Linked DNA regions of Zea mays: regions 2 and 3 are each linked to region 1. A link is a contact called in public Hi-C data. All regions are on one chromosome and are shown on one strand. The core of a region is the stretch at or near the end of the contact, and the rest is flanking DNA. Distances in the headings are between cores, read along the strand shown.

What was found. A called contact is a pair of places that touch in the nucleus more often than the background predicts.
Region 2: a contact with region 1 is called in a Hi-C map of leaf, with 4 times the contacts expected there. The contact joins the promoter of LOC100194192 here to the promoter of LOC103630632 in region 1. A contact is called at or near these places in 2 of 25 Hi-C or Micro-C datasets (ear and leaf).
Region 3: a Hi-C map of leaf shows a contact between it and region 1, with 4 times the contacts expected there. The contact joins the promoter of LOC100381534 here to the promoter of LOC103630632 in region 1. A contact is called at or near these places in 2 of 25 Hi-C or Micro-C datasets (ear and leaf).

What each region holds. Positions count from the first base shown.
Region 1 is chr1:2,554,128-2,557,736 of Zm-B73-REFERENCE-NAM-5.0, reverse strand. It overlaps LOC103630632 (RING/U-box superfamily protein), which reads left to right and starts at 1,957. Exons shown (of 6, transcript XM_008651687.3): 1 at 1,957-2,183; 2 at 2,393-2,493; 3 at 2,575-3,192; 4 at 3,292-3,586. The coding sequence starts at 1,992. It overlaps LOC109943576, which reads left to right and starts at 998. Exons shown (of 3, transcript XM_023301381.1): 1 at 998-1,442; 2 at 1,535-1,824; 3 at 1,881-1,948. The coding sequence starts at 1,575. The coding sequence ends at 1,948.
Region 2 is chr1:2,771,540-2,775,148 of Zm-B73-REFERENCE-NAM-5.0, reverse strand. It overlaps LOC100194192, which reads left to right and starts at 1,746. Exons shown (of 2, transcript NM_001139237.1): 1 at 1,746-2,112; 2 at 2,198-2,986. The coding sequence starts at 1,798. The coding sequence ends at 2,788. LOC100194370 (putative RING zinc finger domain superfamily protein) reads right to left here. Exons shown (of 12, transcript NM_001279938.1): 12 at 3,545-3,609.
Region 3 is chr1:2,735,884-2,739,492 of Zm-B73-REFERENCE-NAM-5.0, reverse strand. It overlaps LOC100381534, which reads right to left and starts at 1,997. Exons shown (of 3, transcript NM_001368193.1): 1 at 1,334-1,997; 2 at 702-946; 3 at 1-518. The coding sequence starts at 1,915. The coding sequence ends at 41.

The DNA.
Region 1 (3,609 bases), core at 708-3,207:
TAATTCAACCGGACAGTCCGCCCATAGCTAGAGGCATCGGCCTCCACACAAACTGAAAAAGGGGATGCAGGGGAAAAGTACATATAACACACATGCTCGGCTGGTGAAAGCCGACCCTACTTTTGATCAATTGCTTTCTAAACATGCTAGCAAGAAGGTCGTTCTACAAGATCGGCCAACAAAGAAATCGCGGTCACTCGCTAAAACAAAATGGCCGAATAAAACGGCCCAAAAGGCGATGCATCAAGCATCACCTATTCATCCAGTGATGCTAGGATATTATCGCTCGCCCACTTATCATCGATATATTATCCTGTTCAAATATGGAATGGTACGACGATGAACCTATAGTACATGTATAGTCCCTGTGCCTATTCAGGATGGAGGCACTTCCATTCTATCGCGGAGAAAACCGCTTCTGTGTCCAGGTCGCGGACCGTCCGTCCCAGAGCCACGGACCATCTAGGCCTCCATAGAGAGCACCGCCAGACGATCCATCACCCAATGTTTGACGCCGGCCTAGATCGACATAAACAGTTATGTATTCAAACACCCCTAGACCTACCGACCGGCCAGCCAAACTGGCTGCTGATGAGGCCGCGGCGCTTGGTATCGCTATCGGCTTCCGTCGATAGCTGCTGGCTTTGGTCTCTGAATTAAACTGAAACAGTAGATAGAGGCATGAACCTTGACATGATCGGAGGGCAGTGCATGGGTCGTGATCTGATTGATGTAGGAGTACTCGATTGATCACCTCGGAACTCGGCATTCAAATCGCCGTCGTCCCTGAAATCGTAGCGAATGTAAGGTGGGCGGGGGGACAGCAGCGTCGGCTCTCACGCCCTCTCCTGCTTCCATTCCGTCCACGTGAATGGCAGTGCAGCAGACACCCAAAACAAGACACCACCGACCCGGTGTTTCCTCCTGCTGGTCTCCTCTCAATCTCAACTGTTCATACCGCGGCAATGGGTGGGTCTCACGGAGAAACAACAATCACAAAGGACAGAAGCTGCATAGCCAGAGAGAGCGTGAAGATGATGCAAGTTTCATGCTTCTTAAAATAAACAGTGAACCAGAGGTGACCCATCATCACACGTATCAATTGTATTGGATCGGATCGGATCAATCACAATCATCAGTGAGTGAGCTAGATGAGCATGGCATGCATGCATGGCCCATTTGCTAGGTCTTGCTCCCTAGCCAGGGATGCCGCCATTGCCCATTGGAGGCAGGCGGATTTGTCGGCTTCTCTACGGCGCGGAAGAGGAAGGTAGTAGGGACTAGGGAGAGACTGCGAGCATGCCTGCACACCGCCGGCCGACCGCTAGACACTGCGTGCGTCTCGTCGCTCCACCACCTCGGGATTTACTCCATCTCTTCTCTTCTCTCTCGAGCGCACTCGCTCCCAAGCACCGCTTCCTCCCGCCAGCGATCGAGGAATGGTATCCCCACCAACCACTTTCTTCCTCCTCCTCCGCCGCGCCTCTACTTATACGTATTCTTCCCTCTCCCCACTACTGTACCGCCCTGACAGGTGACAGCGACCCCGCCTACCCGCGCTGGTCCTGATCACCATGGACGACAACGTCCGCGCCAAGACTCGATCTTGCGCCGGCGGCGAGACCTCGTCGCACGCGGCGTCGAGGGTCGTCATCGCGCAGCAGAGGGCCGCCGCGCGGCGCCGGCAGCAGCAGGCGTGCGAGCAGATGGTGCTCACCACGCTGGACCTCGACCGCCGCGACCGCGAGTCCGAGCTCCTCGCGCTCGCGCGCCTCCACGCCGTCTCCATGCTCGACGCCTCCTTCCTCCACGGCGGGGACGGCGGCAGGCGGCGCCCGCGGTCTCCCGAGCGCGCGCTCGTCAGGCGGATCGCCAGGGAGTGGGCGGCGGCGTCCACCACGTCGCCCTCGCGCGGCGCCGGCGCCGGCGCCGAGGAGTGGCTGGGTGAGAGCGAGCGCGAGCGGGTGCGCTCCGTGCGCGAGCGCGTCCGCATGGCCTGCCAGGGCTACCATAGGGATGAGGAGGACGAGGAGGAGGAGCCGGCGCCCAGCAGGCTGCGCGGCCGGCCGCAGGCGCGCGCCGACGTCGTCGTGACGCGCATGGCCGTGGAACGCCAGCGAGAGCTGCAGGGCCTCTCCGAGCACCGCGCCGTCTCCGCCTTCGCTCACCGCGGCCGCATTCAGGTCAAGGCCAAAACCCCTGTCAAACGTCAATCTTTTACTTGGTCCAATGCTTTCATTTTCTTCTTCTCCTTCCATCGTCTCCGAAACCGAACATTTTCGTCTTGCTTCTGAACGATATCGATGCAAAGAACGCCTTTTTTTGTGGAGAATTAGCTGAGATTATTGTCTTGTATAGCATTTCATGGAATTGAGCGTTATTGTTTTTCCAGTCTTTTCTACGAGGTCGATCCTTGCGTAGCGGAAGGTCTATGAATGATGAGAGGCCGATCTCAGGACAGCTTAGGCAGAGTCATCCTGTCTCTACAGTGAGGTAACAGACAGTATGATGTCCTGATCTTGGATACTATTATTTTTGCCATTTGATTGCTGACAACATATTGTTCTTGCCTAGGGAAGAAGTTCGCTCTGGAGCAGAAAGAAGCATCACTAGTAGCCATCAGTCAGCTTTGGTGGTGGCATTGTCTACTCCAACCAATCCTACCGATAATGAGTATGACGACGCCAGTGCAACACCTCAGCAGTTCGCAATCAGTGAGGATGAGAACGCAACCGTTGGGTATGAAATCCTGACACAAGAATCCGTGCAACAAGATGAAGGTTCACGTACCGAAGACAACGTGGCTGATAGATCTCACGACTTTGCTCAAGAACAGACAGGTCGATATTCAGGGTCCTCCTCGGAACAGGACAGTCACCATTATTCTAGTAGCTACGCCTTCCCTAGCAACAACGCGTTGCAGCGGGAAGCTGAAACTCGCAGAGGAGGACAAGAACAGATTGGTTTGGCATGGTCAAGCAGGGATGCATCCGGCATCGAGGATGGAGATGGAGATGGCAACACCTTTGTACATGGAGATGACGACGAAGAATGGCTCGTTATTGATTCTCAGGAGCCTAGACCAAACTGGCAGCCAGCTGGACACGGTTTCGCTTCGAGCAGAAACACGAACAGGCTTCGTCCAGCAGACGGTGATGTCTATGGAGTTGAACTCAGAGAGCTCTTGAGCAGGTATTTTTCCTTATGTATGTATGCAGTATGTATGTATGTATGTATTCATGTATGTATGTATAGTTCATTTATATATATATATATTTTAAATTTTTGTAGGCGAAGCGTGTCAAATCTTCTCAGCAGTGGCTTCCGGGAAAGTCTTGACCAGCTCATTCGGTCTTATGTCCAGAGGCAAGAACATGAGTGGAATTTGGAGGGGCAGATACCAGCAACCACTGGACCTGGTTCATCACGCAACGAAGATCATATTGAAATCAGAATAATAGACGAACAGAATCGAGGTGACAGTGACACTGCACCTCAGTCGTCGTCTTCAGCTTTGTCGCCAGCAGACCGAACACAGCAACGTCAGTGGGCTCAGCAAACCATGCACCACCGTTCTGAATTTGTAGTAAGCCATTCGTTCGTTCATTC
Region 2 (3,609 bases), core at 497-2,996, 220 kb before region 1:
TATGTGGTCAAATATACGGGCCGGGCTTGGGCCGGCACGGCCCAACGAAGGCACGGCGTGGTTTAGGGCCGGGCTGGGCCACTGTTTTTACACTTCGGGCTGGCACGGCACGGCCCAAAAATTGTTTGAGCTTTCTTGGCCCGAACCCGTTTGGCACGAAGCACGATGGGCTTGGGCCGGGCCGGCCCGGCACGGCCCAATTCCCAGCACTAGTCGAGACTAGGCATGTGCGCTCGCACATTAGCATCGAAAAATTGAGAGTCCCAAAAATTAGCAGATCTGTTATATTTTTTATGATACATGTTAATATATAGCAGACTCTTACATGCATGCGAGATGGTGAAGACGACGTGCTAACGCATTCATATATTCAACCAGACAAAAGTGCATCGATTGGCAGTCAAATTGGATAGCAAGCTGACTGTAGTAACCTGACTTGACATGCAGTGGTTGGCTAGTGATTGGATTGGATTCGATTCCCAAAGATATGCTACAGTTCTTTCTTTTCGGTCGCCAAAGGGAATTATAGGGCATGCATGCGATGATTTAGGATTAATTTTCAGAGTTCACAAGATCGCGACGCACGCAATAACGAACAAGAAATAAGTCACTGCACGCACTGCGCTGAACACTAATACAAAGAAGCTCTATAGCAACGATTGTAAATCTTTTTTCACTAGCGTTTTTTTAAATCGTCGGTGTTAGAGGCCAGTAAAAATTATCAATTTTACAGGTCAGTAACTGAGGACCGCTAGTTGAGTTAAAGAAAACCGTCAGTAGAAATCGATTTTCACTTGCGGTCGACGTAATAAATCCGCCAGTGAAAATTATTTTCAGAAATATTAAACGGGTTTTAAAAACAGTAAAAAATTATTTAAGTCGCAAGTTGCAACATTTTTCGCGCGCTACGCGGTTGTTAGGATTCAAACTGTCGACCCCACCCTCGCGCATATCCTCCACTACCACTCTGTCTATGGCATGTTTTGTGTATAATTTGTAGTATTTTTTGTCCACATATATATTACAACCATTTGAATGTAAATTGATTGTTTGAGACCGTAAACGAATTTATATAAAAAATTGTCAACTACAAAGTTGAATAACTTTTGAATTTCTACAACTTCTATTTTGACACTTTTTTCATCTAAGCTAGTTTGCAAAATTTGAATTTTAAATTTGACATACTTAGATTCAATTTTTTAGAACCGAAATAAGTTCAAATAAAAAAGTTGTCAACTACAAAGTTTTATAACTTTTAGAGAACTACAACATTTATTTTGGTGGCTTTGTCATACGACGTCGTTTTAAAAACTCGAAAAATTAATGATAAAAATGATATCTAGTGGCGGTGGTAAAGAAAACCGCCACTAGAAATCGATTACTATAGACGGTTTGTTCAGAAATTATGGATTTTTACATGCAATCGACTTGCAGCCTTTGAGCCCTTTTCTACCAGTGGAAAGCACACATATATGCATGCAACTATACTAGATGAATGAACAAGAAGAAATAAAGTCCCTTTACGTACTAGCTAGCTGCTGTACGGTGGATTATTTGCGAGCTAGCAATGCGATCGTCAACTGTCTCCGATCCGCCTGTGTTATTGGTTAGTTACGCGCGCGCTCATCAATTAACGGTCACCAACCGCTTCTTCTCTCTCTGTGGGCTGCCTGTGCATGCCTCTCTTTACGCCTGTGTTATATAGCTCTGCTTCACGATCGAGATGGACGACACTGCATTCAGCGTGCGACCGAAGCTAGCTAGCAGCTCTTCTTGCTTTGCATTAATTATTGCGAGATGACGATGTCCATTGTTGCTGCCGTGCTGCTGTTGCTGCTCGTCCATGTCCATCCACGGGCGGCAGCGGCGCAACCTTCGCCGGGCTACTTCCCGAGCTCCACAGTGAGGCCCATGGCCTTCTCGGATGGATACGACAACCTGTGGGGGCCGCAGCACCAGACGCTGTCGCAGGACAGGATGGCGCTGACGCTCTTGATGGACCGCACCTCAGGCAGCGGGTTCAAGTCCAAGCGCTCGTACCGGAACGGCTACTTCGGCGTCTCCATCAAGGTGCAGCCGGGCTACACCGCCGGCGTCAACACCGCCTTCTACGTACGTACGCGTCCTCGATTGATCTCTACCAGCTAGCGCATGCATGCAGCTAGCTAATAGCCCATGACATGATGCACCCATGCAGCTGTCCAACAACGAGCTGTACCCTGGGAGGCACGACGAGATCGACATGGAGCTGCTGGGCACCGTGCCGGGGGAGCCCTACACGCTGCAGACCAACGTGTACGTGCGGGGCACCGGCGACGGCGCGCGCCTCGTGGGGCGGGAGATGCGCTTCCACCTCTGGTTCGACCCGGCCGCCGACTTCCACCACTACGCCATCCTCTGGAACCCCGACCAGATCGTCTTCCTCGTCGACGACGTCCCCATCAGGCGCTACGCCGCCGCCAGTGCGCCGTTCTTCCCCGACCGCCAGATGTGGGCGTACGGCTCCATCTGGGACGCCTCCGACTGGGCCACCGACGGAGGCCGCTACAGGGCCGACTACAGCTACCAGCCCTTCCTGGCAGGATTCCGGGGGTTCAGGACCGCCGGATGCGAGGCCGCCGCGCCCGCCCAGTGCCGTCCCGTGCCGGCGTCCCCCGCCGGCGCCGGACTTAGCGTGCAGCAGCGGGACGCCATGCGCTGGGCGCAGCAGACCTCCATGGTCTACTACTACTGCCAGGATTACACCAAGGATCGCTCCTTGTACCCAGAGTGCTCGCTCGCTAGCTAGCCTAGCTAGCACTACCACTACCAGAGCATGCATGGAGGAGGCGTGCGAGTGAAGAAGCGCCGCCCTACGTACGTACCGTTCTAAAATTGTATGTACAATTAAGTCTCCATCCACATCCATATATACAACATATGTAATGTATAATTAAGTCCATTATTAATTTAATCATCAAAAATGGAACATGCCTATATATTTCCTACTATATATATGTTTGTCTAGCAATTAGTAGTGGACCACCTCTTCTATCTTTGGATGCTGAGTTGCCTTATTGGCGTGAGTTGGTGAGCACCGAGTATGTCTGATGGATGCTCCGACTCTGCGAATATAATGGGGTGTAACGACTAGTTTTGTCTTTAGGGCTATTTAGAAAGAACCTTTTCCTAATGAAGCTAGAACTTGGTAGTGATAACCCACAGAATCAGACAAAGCCACAAGATGGACACATATATAATGTAAAAACAATTAGGGTTTAGAGATATGACTATATCCGTTAGCTTGGTGGTGTGTGTGTTGTCTGCATCGGGGTGATGCTATACTGGCTGGCTTGACGGAGCACGGCCGTACGTGGTGGCCGGCGGCGAGGCTGACCTTGGCAACCTTATTTATCCCCGTCCCACCGATCACCAGTGTCCAGATGCTATTACGTATGAACACTCCATGTATGTGTTTGCGTACCTGTCAACTTGTATAATACACATGCGTAGCGTCTCTGGAATGCATTGTGTATTTATGTACACTTTCTATGCTACTCTCTCTAGTCAGTGAAATATGGGAGGAATTGCTGGAGATGGTCTTCACTCCAGTCAGTGACACAAACAAAC
Region 3 (3,609 bases), core at 748-3,247, 180 kb before region 1:
CCATGGGTGCACAGCTGCAACAGATGACCTTCTGTGTGCTTCACCTCCTCCAGGAATAGGATCCAACAGATCTCCTCCTCCGAGACTGGTCCAGCAAAACCTCAAGCTCCCTCAAAACTTGCCATGTAGCGTCGCCCGCTTCCATCGGACGATTGAAAACCAGAGCCCTCCGCTTCACTGGGTCCCACAAATTCTTCTGTATCACAGTCAAATTGGTTGCCACGACATGGTCAAGCACCATCCCAAGGCTGGCTATGTCCTTCTCAGCCACCTGCAGCGAGATCTCCTGCCACTGGAGGACTGGAGGGAACGGCAGACGTATGTCATCAGCAATTATAACGGGAATGCAGCCTAGCAGGACTGATTCCACGAGCCGAGGACTCCAAGGCGCCCATCCCAGCGGGCAGAGGCAGAACAACGACCGGGCCATCTCTGATCGGTAGTTGTCGAACCGCTTTCTCTTAAGGTAGAACTTGCGATTGCGGCCATAATGTTGTAGAAGTTCAGTCCTCACCTTCCTGTTATAAGGAGAAGTTATTGAAGTCATGTTCGGTTTAGTTTCAAGATATTGTTATTCATAAGCAGATGCATTGTACAAACAGTTAACTACTAAGTGTAATGAAGCATAGCCTAGCCTAGCAATGACCCCATAATCAATCCATGTACAAAAGGAGAAGCAAGGACTTGTGGTGTATGCTTACTTGCTGTAGAAGCGGCCACTGATGTTCTTGGGGTGCACCTCCATCTTGCCTCGAAAGAAGGCAAAAATGTCCCTCTGAGCCTTCTCTGGCTCCGGTAGTTCGTGAGCCACCTCGGGCGGCACATGAGGTGGGATCACAACATGCTCCACCTCCTGACATACGTGATGGCCTTGGACACCAAATGTCTGTAGCAGGATGGACCTCTTCAGGAACTCTGGTATGCCGTCGGCGATGGCTACGTCCTCCTGATTAAAAGAAGGAACTTTCTTTTTTCAGTGAAATAGGGTTCCCTTAAATAAGCAGAGGATCAGCAAGGTGTGTTCAGTCAGTTGTTAAATTCTAAACTGAGCCGTGAGCTCCATTGTCACACCGCAAGATGAACTCCAGATAGCAGGGGTAGGAAATTATTAGCTGGCCTCAGCCCAATTTGGTATCAATTAAAAAATGCATCGGGTTTGGATTCAGAACTAGCAACTAGGTAAGCCGCGTGACTGCCATTCCAAGCCAGAGCGGGAGCAAATTAGCATGACTTGTTACTTGCAATTTTCGTATTTGCACGCAGGAGATTTAGGCGCGCGAGCAGCACGCAACAAACGGAGCCAAAGTCGGAGATTTTCGCGGGGCACGCTCACCATGGGATGGAAGCAGGCGCCGAAGTCGTGGGACGCGACGAAGACATGGTCGGCCCCGGCGGAGCGGTTCCAGTACGGCATCCGGGCCCGGACGAGGTCGACGGCGTCGGCGAGCAAACCTCGGGCGTGCGACAGCGAGGGGAAGCCGTTGGGCGTGGAGAAGTTGCAGGAGACGTAGACGGGGACGAAGAAGAGGTCGGCGTCCTCGGGGCGCGCTGCGCGGCCGGCGTAGGCCAGCAGCGCCTCGTGCACCGCCACCTCGGCCGCGAAGAGGTGGCGCGAGCACCGCGCGTCGGCGGCCGCCCAGTCGCGGTTGAAGCGGGCGGGGAGGTCGTAGACGTAGATCCGGACGCGGGGTGCCACGGCGGCTGCGTCGGTGGTGGTGGCGGCGAGGGCGCGGGGCTTGGAGCGGAGGAAGGAGGAGGAGCGGCGGAGCGGCGCGGCGGAAGGCGGCGTGGCGGAGAGGAAGAGGGCGAGGGAGAGGGCGAACCAGAGCAGGAGGAGAAGCAAGGTGGAGTGTTTCCGCAGCCTGGCAGCCAGGGTGCGCGCTGCTTGGCTCCTCCTCGGCTTGGGATCTCTCATGGCGAAAGCGCGAGGGTGGACGGAGCTCGCTTTGCTGGTTCGGCTGCTGTGCTGTCCGTCGTCGTAGACTACGTTTTTTCGCCTTCCTTGCTGAGCGTTCCAAGTCTGAGCATATCTTTGTTTAGGGTAAAACTCTACTCTGGCTTATGTTAACCACCATATTTCACATCCGGGAACCCCTGAGTGCGCGTAACGAGGGTCCTGATCAGATTAACTCGAGCAGAAATACTTATTTTTATTCTAACATATCCGTAGAAATTTAGATCTCGCTTAGAATCGGATAGTGCAGAGCTTAGAATAGGATAGTGCAGCGCGAGCGCTCGAACCCGCACCTCTTTTCTCTAAATTTTTGGGACTAATCAGCAGAGCACATATACCTTAGTATTTAGAAATAAACAATAATTGTATTTGATAAATATATCAATACTTATTTGTATGATGTATAACAATCATAGCAAACCATGGACAATTAGGTAGTATGTATTAAAACTCGCATCGGCTACAAATGGATCATCCTTGGCCCACCTATCGTATGGTATGCCGATACACACGCTCGTGTCCCCATCACAGTTGTCGTCGCTGCAAGGCACGCGACCGACTCTGGACATAACAGAATCGTTCGCGAGTCATCTCGGACAGTCCGGTAACATCGTGGACCGTACGACATATTTCGCCGGACCGTCTGACCCTACACATACCAGGTAGCGGTAGCACCATATACGACCAGACCGTCTGGGTATACCCCCGGATCGTTCAATCCGGTCACGGATCGTCCGACCCCTTACGTCGGACTGTCTGGCTACGTCGCGGACCATCCGACATAATATATCGGATCGACCGACCCTATACAAGCTCGTGCAGACCACCCAGGTGGTACCATATATGGTCAGACCGTTCGGGTATAACCTCGGACCATTCAGTCCCGTCACGGTCCGTCCGGCCCTTAAACCGGATCGTTCGGGTACACGTACGCAGAACAAGGAGCTGCACATTATGTTGGTTTTTACACCATCGCATCAGCACTATGCTATCCCACCGACAACATATTATAACCATGTCATGCCACCTTATGTGTCCAGGAGGACCGAATATTCTTTGGCCACCAGAGAGCCCGAGAGATATAAGAGCAGAAGGAGGTGGCATTAATATGACACCTAACACATATTTTGAACATCCTTTGGAGGAATCCGACAAAATAATGTCACACAACCTACGATTTTATCCCAAACTTAATGGATGGTCACTAGACATGGTGGAAAAGAATAGGGATGAGGTAGCCGGGTTGTTCAGAGACAAACTCGGTGTTAGTGTGTCAGGCGCGAGGCAGTCGTATCAAAAACCTTATAGTCGCCAATTTTACGCCGCATTAGACTAGGATACCAGATTTCTCTAAATATTCCGGTGAAGGCGGGAATAGCACGCATGAGCACATAAGCCAGTTCTTAACACACCCGAGAGAATTGCTGTTGGTAGGGAAGCCTACCGTGTCCATTTATTATTGCTATCCTTGACCGGTATTGCACTCGCACGGTACGCAACCCTGCCACCTAACTCTTAGGAGGAATTAGAGCAGAAAAATCATGAACACTTTTTCTCAGGAGAACATGAGTTAGAATTAGCAGATTTAGCTTCAGTCCGATAGGGGTCCGAAGAATCGGTTAATGACTATATCTGGAAGTTTTGGGACACTAGAA